Regions from separate parts of the Sus scrofa genome. Here regions 1 and 2 are each linked to region 3. A link is a contact called in public Hi-C and HiChIP or PLAC-seq data. All regions are on one chromosome and are shown on one strand. Each heading gives the region's core, a stretch centred on a gene start, on an enhancer-like site or on the middle of the called end of the contact. The rest is flanking DNA. Distances are from core to core; before and after follow the strand shown. Region 1 overlaps FAM81B (protein FAM81B). Region 2 holds the start of ARSK (arylsulfatase K). Region 3 overlaps MCTP1 (multiple C2 and transmembrane domain-containing protein 1).

Region 1 (3,090 bases), core at 519-3,018, 360 kb after region 3:
CAATAAAGCTTTTAAAAATGAAGACAAAAAAATAAAATAAAATAAAGTGATATCTACCAACCTTCCCCAAAAAACCAAGTAAATAGCCAGTAGGTTGAGGGGTCAGAGTTCTAACCAAAACCCTCCGCAACCATAGCCACCCGCTCCCAGACACTGGTGTGCTGGTCTCCCTTGGCACTCTATAAAATGACAGAGTGGTGTAGTGAGCATTTTAGAGTGCTTGCAAAGCATGAAATACTGTACCTCTAAGTTTTAAGGGCTTAGCTTACCACTAGAAGACATAACTTTGAAGCAAAATCAGGAGTGCTTTTTCCTGTGGGATCAAAATTTGTCATTCAGCATCCTGAACACCCTGCGTATCCTCTGAGAAAGGCAAACTCAGTACCATAATTTCAAAAGTAACTCAGCCGAAAACATCATTTCTGTATATAAGCGCCAAGTAGTATTAGAACAATATGCAAATTATAATTTTAAAACTCAGGAAAATATTTCAGAGCTGAAACAATTCAATCTTTTTGAAACAAGCCAAACGAATGAAGCAAATTTCTTCTGTGAGCCTCAAGTTCACCCACCCACCTGCCCTAGCTGCATTCTTTGTGATACTCCACTTAGTGGCCTAGAAGAGTTAGCTGCCTTCACTCATGCTTGGAGGAATATGGGAAGTACGGCAGCCTCTCATTTTCTTTGTCTAATTTGAGGGAAACTGGTCTCTAATCAAACTGTGAAGGTGAAATCAGTGGAAAGGTATAAAATGGTATAAAAATAACCATTTCCTCACCCAGTGAGACAGTGAGGTGAAGGACCTAGTGGTTTTTACAAAAATGAACATTAAGGAAAACACTTGAAGCTCCTAATCCAGGGACCCACAGACCTAAAGTATGAGAGCCAACCTCATTGACATCACAGATCCTTCCTGCAGTCACAATGCTGCTGGGCCATGCCAGGAAGATGCCCCAGGAACAAGAAGACTTTAGTCAGGATGCGATCAAGTTTCCTTAGTACTTTGGCTTTCCGAGAGAGAAAATTTTAAACATCTCTACTCCCTATCCAAAAAATCCAATCGACAAAAAATAAAGTCAGGAAGTCAAGCATCATGAGTTCAGGTATTTATCTCATGGATTATTCAAGATCTCTAAATCTCTCATACTTTGCTATCCTACATATATTTATTATTACATAAAAACAAGGTAATAAATCCCAAAGAAGACCCTTGAATGGCTCAGGCACAGTAGAGTGAAAAATCACTTCCTGTTGTTTTAGAACAGTTTGATCTAAATGAGTGCCTCTCCACAAATTTCCTAAGCTATTCTAGCTGACTGTACATGTCTTGGGGACTTGGGAGAGAATTAAGGTGGGAGGAGGGTAAAAGCAAATCGGAAGCTTCCCCTTAAACTTCATTGTTATGTACAGCAACTTCCCTCAATTAAAAAATATTTAAAAATTGCCCGCACTGCAAAAATTCGCTTGCCATAGTTCCTGATCTGATTCAGCATTCTGGTTGCCTAGATACAGATGTAAACAAAAGTGCCTCCCTGACTGCTGAGGAACAGCCAGATGAACCTGATGGCCCCCTTCCTGGCTCAGCCAGTGACCAAGAAAAGAAAGCAAGTACTTTTACATATTCGTATTAAAAATAGAATATTTTGCTCAACTTCTTCAGAGCTTAATATTGCTTAGAGAATTCTAAGGAGTCCTAGAAGTGTTGTTTTTCTTTTCACTCTCCCACATTTCCTGTTTGTTCTGCTTTGATAAAGTGACTGTTGCCAGCTCAAGCTGGGAAGGAAAAGGATCTCATTTTGTGAATACTGGACTGACTTTTAACATGTGGGGCTAAAAATTAACAAAAAAATTGATGATTATTTATTTTGTGAAAATTCAAAGGAACTATGATAAACGCAAAGTGTAGATGTTATCTCTGATATGAAAAAGAGAATAGCTAAATAGAATTTTTATTGGTATGTCCTTGTGATATCTTCCCCATTAATTAAAAAGAACATTCAAAGCAGCAGTGTTTTCAGCCTTTGCTTTGTAATTCTCGAACACCTGAGCAGCAGGCACAGCCTCTTGTGGCAGGAGGAGCACCGGGAAGTTAGCCCTATGTCAAGCACTATTTTTGGTATCTATTAGCTGAGCCACATGTTGGCTATGTGACTTTGGGCACTTAAGCTCTGTTTCCTCTTCCGTGAAATAGGCAAATTAGGCTACCATACAAAGATATGGCATTTGAATGAGCCACAGAGGCCAAAAGGACAGAGGAAGGACTCAGTCTGATTATTACCATCATCTGTATGATCTTAAGCAAGTTCCTTGCTTCCCCAATCCTGAGATTCGTCACCCATAAAAACAATCATCTTAGGTTCTTTCTGCAATAAAAAGGGATTTCAGGGAGTTCCCGTTGTGGCACAGCAGAAATGAATCTGACTAGTATCCATGAAGATGTGGGTTCAATCCCCGGCCTCGCTCAGTGGGTGGGGGATCTGGCTTTGCCGTGAGCTATGGTGTAGGTGGCAGATGTGGCTCGGATTCTGCATTGCTGTGGCTGTGGTGTAGGCCAGCAGCTGCAGCTCCAATTCAACCCCTAGCCTGGGAACTTCCATATGTGGAGGGTGTGGCCCTAAAAAGAAAAAAAAAAAAGGAGGATTTCAGTTATATAAGTTAACGATTTTTATCCATAAGTTAAAGGTAATGATTCTTACTTTCCAGGGCTATTTCAAGAATGAAATCACATCATGCATGTGAAAGTATTTTATAGTCCATTATACCATAAAGCATTGTTATGAAACTGATGAAAATTAACACATGTAAAATGTCCCATAATAATCAAGAAGTTGTTTGTGAGACAATTTTGATATAATTACTTTTAGAGTGTAGGTATAGGGATGAAATAGCTGACTCATACTCAGCAAAATTATGAAAATTTAGTCTAAAATACATTAAATAAAATTTACATTTAAAAAATTGCACAGGAAAGAGGAAATAAATGTGCCACAAGGTTAACAGCTTTTGCTCTAGATAGTAGAATTATAAATGAGAATTTTTTTCTGTATCTTCTACTTTTCTATATTTTTCCAAATTTTCCTCAATTGTCAG
Region 2 (3,409 bases), core at 753-3,252, 510 kb after region 3:
AAGGCCCGGGGGAAAAAAAATTGGTGGGGAAGGTGAGAAGGGCTGTTGCAAGGCAGAGATTATCCATGTAAAACTGGAGATAAACAGACTAATGAACCAGACTTGAGTTCAAAATAAGAATTTTCAATAATGAGACCTGTACAAATATGGAATGGGCTGCTCAAACGAAGTGTGTTTCACATCACCACATCACCGGAGATGAAAAGGCACAGACTGCATAATCCACTTGGCAGGGATATTCACTGCAGGACAAACTGAATTCCAGAGGAGAAGTACGACTAGCTAGAAGTCTCTTAGATCTTGCAACACAATATGTCTGGGGCCCTAAAATACCACCTTGCTCCAACCCACTGAGCATGTGCTCCCACTGACACTGCCGAGGGGAGAGAGAGGAGCAAAAAGATGTGTCTCTGTCATCCTGACCAGGAATTCAGAATACACAGCCTGTGAAAACAAGGTCAGAGAGTAAACAATTTACAAAATCAATACTACACCATAGCTAAAATTAAATATATTTTTTATGAATCTAAATGTCAGTCAACACTGTCTCTATGGGAAAATGTGTTTTAGAGTCCAAATTAACTCAAAACAGATATTTGAAACATCCTGTTCATGAAAGAGCCTATGCGTATTACCTTTCAGGCTGTATTATTACTTCACTTTTTTCCCCTAGAATGTGAGTTCCTTTTACATATACTTGTATGCTCCCACAGATCTGCTTTATTAACAAGGCTACTTGGCTAACAGAGAGTAAGTTCTCTAGAATGCCATGACATTTTGCAATCAGAGACAGACCACTGCAATAAGTTAGGGCATGGACTACTCAAATTCAACTCCTACTCAGAATGGCTCCCCGTGTAACCTTGGACAAGTCATTTAACCTGTCCAAGTCTCAGTTTTCCTATCTGAAAAAAAAAAAATGGTGAAAATGAGGATTACACAAAATATTCCATGTACAAGTACCATGCACACATTAAGTACTCAATAAATGCTCGGTATAATGATCAGCACATAATAAGTGTCATGTGAGTATTAAATAACTTCTGTCCCTTTTTCCAATTATTTTACGCAAAAAAGTCAGATATTAGCATTAAAAGTTGACTTTATGTAAATAAACACTACGATTCCTCCTTTTCTTGTCAAAACATTAAAACGACAAACAGGACACACTAATTACATACCTGAAACTGTAATAATGAAATCAGGAATTTGGCTCTGGGACATAAATTTGCTTCTTCCAGATTTCTCCAAAGAAGTCCAAGAGTCAAAAGGACCAGTGATTTCTTCAAAACCACGGCAGCAAAACAATGGAATTCTGAACCTACGTCAGTTAATCGAACACGTCACATAGCCCAACATTTCTTCCCCCGAAAACCCGTTCAGCTTCCCTCCTTTGCACTCTGAAGGCAAGGCGCACCCAAGCTTATCCCCACCTAGAGCCGAAACTTTTCTTACTAGGCCCCGCTCCTCACTTCAACGGAGCATAATAAATCCTTACCGTACGAGCAAAGCGGGAAATAGGATGAGGCAATCTATAAATATGCTTGAGAGGAAGGTATTCGAGGGGACCACAGAGTGGCCATATGGTAGCTTAGGCGGTCCAGACAGAGGCCCCACAAAGAACCACCCAATCCAATTTAAGTGACCGCCACCTCATCATCGCCCCGTTCACGGTCTCACCTAACACTCTGTCATGATTGCTCCGCGCAAAAAGAGCAGCCTCGGCACCTGTCCCTTTCTCTCTGTAGGTATCATTTCAATTGCCTACAGTAGCCAACTCTGCAGAAAGCTAGATCAACCAAAACCCACCTGGGCAATGATTCTCCTACAGAAGCTCTGTGTGGAGCCAGAGCGCAGGCGCACTTCCCAGGCATGGCTCATGTGACTGGAAGTAGCTGGATTTCGGTTCGCTCAGTGTTTGATTAAAAGGTCTTAACGTGAGTTGGGGGGGAATAAGGGAACACCTACTTTGCGCATGTGCTCATTCCAAGCCTGATGGGAGTTGTAGTTCTGCCAATGAAGCTTGGAGGAAGCCGAACTGCGCTCTATGGGATCCCCGCCCTCGTCCTCACCCAAGCGAGTTCCCAGAGGCAGGGGCGGACCCAGCGGCCCCGCTCTCAGAACAGCGCGCTGAAATGCTGCTGCTGTGGGTGTCGGTGGTTGCCACCTCGGCCCTGGCAGCACCAGTTCCTGGGGCAGGTGGGCTGAGGCAGGGAGCAGTTCAGGCTTGGCCAGATGCGCCTAACGTGGTGCTAGTCGTGAGCGACTCCTTCGTAAGTACCGAGAGGCAGGGGAGGGGGTGCCACGCTACACTCCCTCCACCGGCCCACAGCCCTTCCTGTGCTGCAGGCTTTGGGGAGCAGAATCTGAGACTTTCAAACAAGCTTTATACCCCGATGCAAAGTAAGAAACGTTTTGAGGCCCCGTACACAAAGTACGTGCACCACATAAATATGCATATAACACAGTAAATAAAACGCACTCCGATTAGCATCTTTACAAAAAAAGTTTTAATTGCTGGCTACGACCCACTAAATTATCTTACCACTAGTAAACTTTCCATCCATACACCCGCTTGATTCAGTTGTGGGGGAAAATAACTTTCTGCATCATCATAAAAGCCTGTTAGCTTTCCAGTCAGTGATCAACGTCATAAAGTATGAAGTTTTCTATTTATAGGTAACGATCTTGTACAAAGAAAATCCTAGGGAATCCACACCAAACTTTTAGAACCAATAAGTCTAGCAAAGCTATAGGATATAGGATCAACATATAAAATCATTAGGGAAATGCAAGTCAAAACCACAATCAGACACCAATTCACACCACCAAGATGTGATAATCAAAAAGACACATTTTGGGGGAGGGGAAATAGAAAGTCTAATTTTCTTATCTTTAAAGGCAAAGTTGGAACACACAGCTTAAAAAAGAAAAAAGGACTCCAGTCTTTTATAGTCTATCAATATTCCTTTGATAAGAAACTTTAAAGGGATATTTCTGAAAGCCCCATATTTGTATTAAAAGAGGTTTATCAAAAGATGAACAATTACCTCAGTTTCATCCTTTCTTGCTGAAACACAATGCTCGTATGTCTAAAATTATAATGTCAATGATACTTAGAAAAAAGAAAGACTTTTTTTTTTTTGCTCCTTCCAAGAAGAATTCTTTAATTCCCAATTCCATTCCACTATGCATTATCTCCAACCCAAACATCTCTTCTAATATCCAGGCTCATTTATCTAGCTGCCTAATTGTTATCCCCATGTATGTCTTGCAGAACACTTTACATGCCCCTTAAATTATTTTGAATGGCTGATCTTTATCATTCTTTAGGTCTCACTTCCTAAAGAAGCCTCCCCAGTTCACTCTATGAAAGTAGGTCTCCCTTCTTATTCTGTATCTTAGGTTT
Region 3 (3,055 bases), core at 149-2,648:
TTTTCTTTCTGGATTCTGTGACACTGCTGACAGTAGTCCTGGGGTGGAAAGAATATCAACCAGAGTCAACTGTGCCTCTTATAGGCCATGCGGTCTTAGAAAAGTCATTTAACTGCTCTTATCTATAAGTTTTTAACCTTTAAAATGAAGGGACTTCTCAAATTTCTCTAAGGAGAGTCAAGGATGTCTGAAAAGATTTCACTTCATGCCCTTGACAGAGAATGAATGAGCCATTCCACGCAAATGCATTTTTCAAGAAACTAAAAATTACTGTATTAAATACCAACACCAGTTATATTGATACGTTTGAAGGAAATATTTCTAAATTTATTACATCTGTCTTCTTTCAGTGTAAATAATGAATACAATTTTTAAAAATGGAGCACAACATCATTTGCTGATTATGTGTAGCTAGGAAATTGTCATCAAGGTCCTAGGAAAACAAAGTTAAATTTGTAGAAAATAAGCGGAACTTGAGTAGCAATATTTCAATTTCTGAAACCCCAATGGAATGCTGCTCAAAATCAGAACATACTCCTTTTATCACAGAAAGTTTCCCCCATGGATATTTCTATAATCTGTTTGTTCTTATTTTGCTTCATTTCTTTCAATTTAGAGTTGTTATAAACTCAACAACTGTATTATTTCTGTTGCTATATATGCCAGGGAACCAAATGTGGCAAACAGCAGATTAAAAGTAATTTGAGGTGTAAGGAGCCTGATTTCCCAAATCACTGTGTGGAGGAGAGCTATCTGCCAACCAGAAGCACATGCCTTAGACTATTATATGGGTTAGAAATAAACTTCTATTACATTTGAGCCATTAAATAATTTGGGGTGTATCTGCAATAGCAGTTCAGTCTGTCCTAACTGATAAAGATTCCTAAATCTTTTGAATTCTCATGAAAACTCCACATGCAACCACTGTTCAGCTACCTCATCTGATAAGTGTTCTGAAGCTCCCTGATTCTAATTCTTAAACTATTTCTTGAAAGCATCTCAGCCACCACTGCCTCGTCATTCCTTATGGAGAGTATTCTAAGAGACTTCTGCTTGGTCTTCCTGCTTCCTTTCAAATCTATCCTCCAAATGCTGCCAGAGTTCTCTCTGTCAAATATAAATCAGGTCACCTGATTCTTCCTGGACTACATTTCACTCTGCCTTCTGCACTGCTGTAGGTAACCCAGGCCCCAGACCTCCAGCCGAGGGTCAGTATTCAAAGCCTCTCCTGGTCCAGGAGATTTTGTACGCATCTTTGTGTATTTTTATTATCTTTTACTACAGAGAGCTTCTGATCCTAGTTTGGCTTCCATGGCAGATTGAACCCCTACATCCGTTTCCTCTTTTCCTTTTGGTAATAGCATCTCTGTGAATTTAGCAAGACTGTGATTATTCTGTTAGAGAAGTTCTTACTTTACAAGCAACGGGTATGGTCATGAGGTCAACTTCATGCTGGTAATGTGAGCAGAAGTGACATATGCAACTTCTGGATCTTTTCACTTTTTTTTTTTTTGATAAGTGGGCTGATAAGCATATTTGCTTCCTGTAGTGGGTTTTTTTTTTTTAAATTTAAACCATTTTTAATTGAAGTAGAGTTAACTTACAATGCTGTATTAGTTTCAGGTATACAGTAAAGGGATTCAGTTATATATACATACGTATATAGTCTTTTTCAGATTCTTTTCTATTATAGGTTATTATAAGATATTGAATATAGTTCCCTGTCCCATATGGTAGATCACTCTTGTTTACCTGTTTATATATAGCAGTGTGTATATGTTAATCCCAAACTGCTAACTTATCTCCTCTCCACCCCTGCTATCCCTTTTGGTAGCCAGAATTTTGTTTTCTATGTCTGTGAGTCTATTTGTGTTGTAAACAAGTTCATTTGAATCTTTTTGTAGAGTCCATATATAAGCAGTATCATATGATATTTGTCTTTCTCTGTTTTATTTTCTCTATTTGACTTACTAAGATAATCTCTAGGTCCATCCATGTTGCTGCAAATGGCATTATTTTATTCCTTCTTACAGGTGAATAATTTTCTATTCCATGCATCACATCTTCCTTATTGATTCCTCTATCAATGGACGTTTAGGTTGCTTCCATGTCTTAGCTATTGTACACAGTGCTACTATGAACACTAGGATGCATATATCTTTTTGAATTAGAGTTTGGTCCAGATATATGACCAGGAGTGGGATTGCTAGATCATATGGTAACTTTATTTTTAGTTTTTTAAGGAACTCCCATATTATTCTCCATAGCAGCTCCAACAGTTTATTCCCACCAACCAGTGTAGCTGGGCTCCCTTTTCTCTATACAGCAGTTATTATTTGACTTTTTTGATGACCAGTATGAGGTGATAACCTCACTGCTGTTTTAATTTGTATTTCTGTAATAATTAGCAATGCTGAGCAAATTTTCATGTACCTATTGGCCATCTGTGTATCTTCTTTGGGAAAATGTCTATTTAGGTCTTTTCTGCTCACTTTTTGATTGGGTTGTATTCTTTTTTGACATTAAGTTGTGTGAGCTGTTTATATATTTTAGAAATTAATCCCTTTTCTATAGCCTTGTTTGCAAATATTTTCTCCCAGTCCATAGATTATCTTTTCATCTTGTTTACAGTTTCCTTTGCCATGTAAAAGCCTCTAAATTTAATTAGGTCCCATTTGTTGTTGTTTTTTTTTTTTGGCCACATCCACACCAAGGGGAAGTTCCCAGGCCAGGAATCGAACCAGCACCACAGCATCAACCTAAGCCACTGTGGTGCAATGCAAGATTCTTAACTTGCTGTGACACAAGAGAACTCCAGGTCTCATTTGTTTATTTTTGCTATTTCCATTAGTCTGAGACAGATTCAAAAAGATAGTGCCACAATTTATGTCAAAGAATGTTCTGTTTTTCTCTAGGAGTTTCAGAGTGAATTTTCAGTTTGTTTTTGTGTGTGGTATTACAGAATGTTCTATTTTAACTTTGTATATGTAGCTGTCTAGTTTTTCCAGCAGCAATTATTGAAGACACTGTCTTTTTTTCCATTGCATATTCTTGT

What was found. A called contact is a pair of places that touch in the nucleus more often than the background predicts. HiChIP or PLAC-seq counts read pairs in DNA pulled down with a chosen protein or histone mark.
Region 1: a contact with region 3 is called in an H3K27ac HiChIP or PLAC-seq map of alveolar macrophages. The contact joins two enhancer-like sites. A contact is called at or near these places in 6 of 47 Hi-C or Micro-C datasets (embryonic fibroblasts, epiblast stem cells, heart right ventricle and 3 more) and 1 of 2 datasets of contacts at active chromatin or transcription factors (alveolar macrophages).
Region 2: a contact with region 3 is called in a Hi-C map of alveolar macrophages, with 2.0 times the contacts expected there. The contact joins the promoter of ARSK here to the enhancer-like site in region 3. A contact is called at or near these places in 1 of 5 promoter capture datasets (fetal skeletal muscle) and 9 of 47 Hi-C or Micro-C datasets (alveolar macrophages, embryonic fibroblasts, epiblast stem cells and 6 more).

The regions. Positions count from the first base shown.
Region 1 is chr2:102,008,478-102,011,567 of Sscrofa11.1, forward strand. FAM81B (protein FAM81B) reads left to right here. Exons shown (of 10, transcript XM_021085152.1): 2 at 1,491-1,604. Among named protein-coding and RNA genes, the nearest start is that of FAM81B, 4.5 kb to the left of the region's middle. Within about 2 kb of position 1,769, at least 25 of the 83 cell types and tissues checked have an H3K27ac peak or open chromatin away from gene starts, as enhancers often do. A contact at or near this core is called in alveolar macrophages, where this site is marked.
Region 2 is chr2:102,162,087-102,165,495 of Sscrofa11.1, forward strand. ARSK (arylsulfatase K) reads left to right here and starts at 2,003. Exons shown (of 8, transcript XM_003354206.5): 1 at 2,003-2,273. The coding sequence starts at 2,136. It overlaps TTC37 (tetratricopeptide repeat protein 37), which reads right to left and starts at 1,934. Exons shown (of 43, transcript XM_021084546.1): 1 at 1,810-1,934; 2 at 1,182-1,321.
Region 3 is chr2:101,653,448-101,656,502 of Sscrofa11.1, forward strand. The region is part of intron 2 of MCTP1 (multiple C2 and transmembrane domain-containing protein 1); the gene reads right to left. Among named protein-coding and RNA genes, the nearest start is that of MCTP1, 270 kb to the right of the region's middle. Within about 2 kb of position 1,399, at least 2 of the 83 cell types and tissues checked have an H3K27ac peak or open chromatin away from gene starts, as enhancers often do. A contact at or near this core is called in alveolar macrophages, where this site is marked.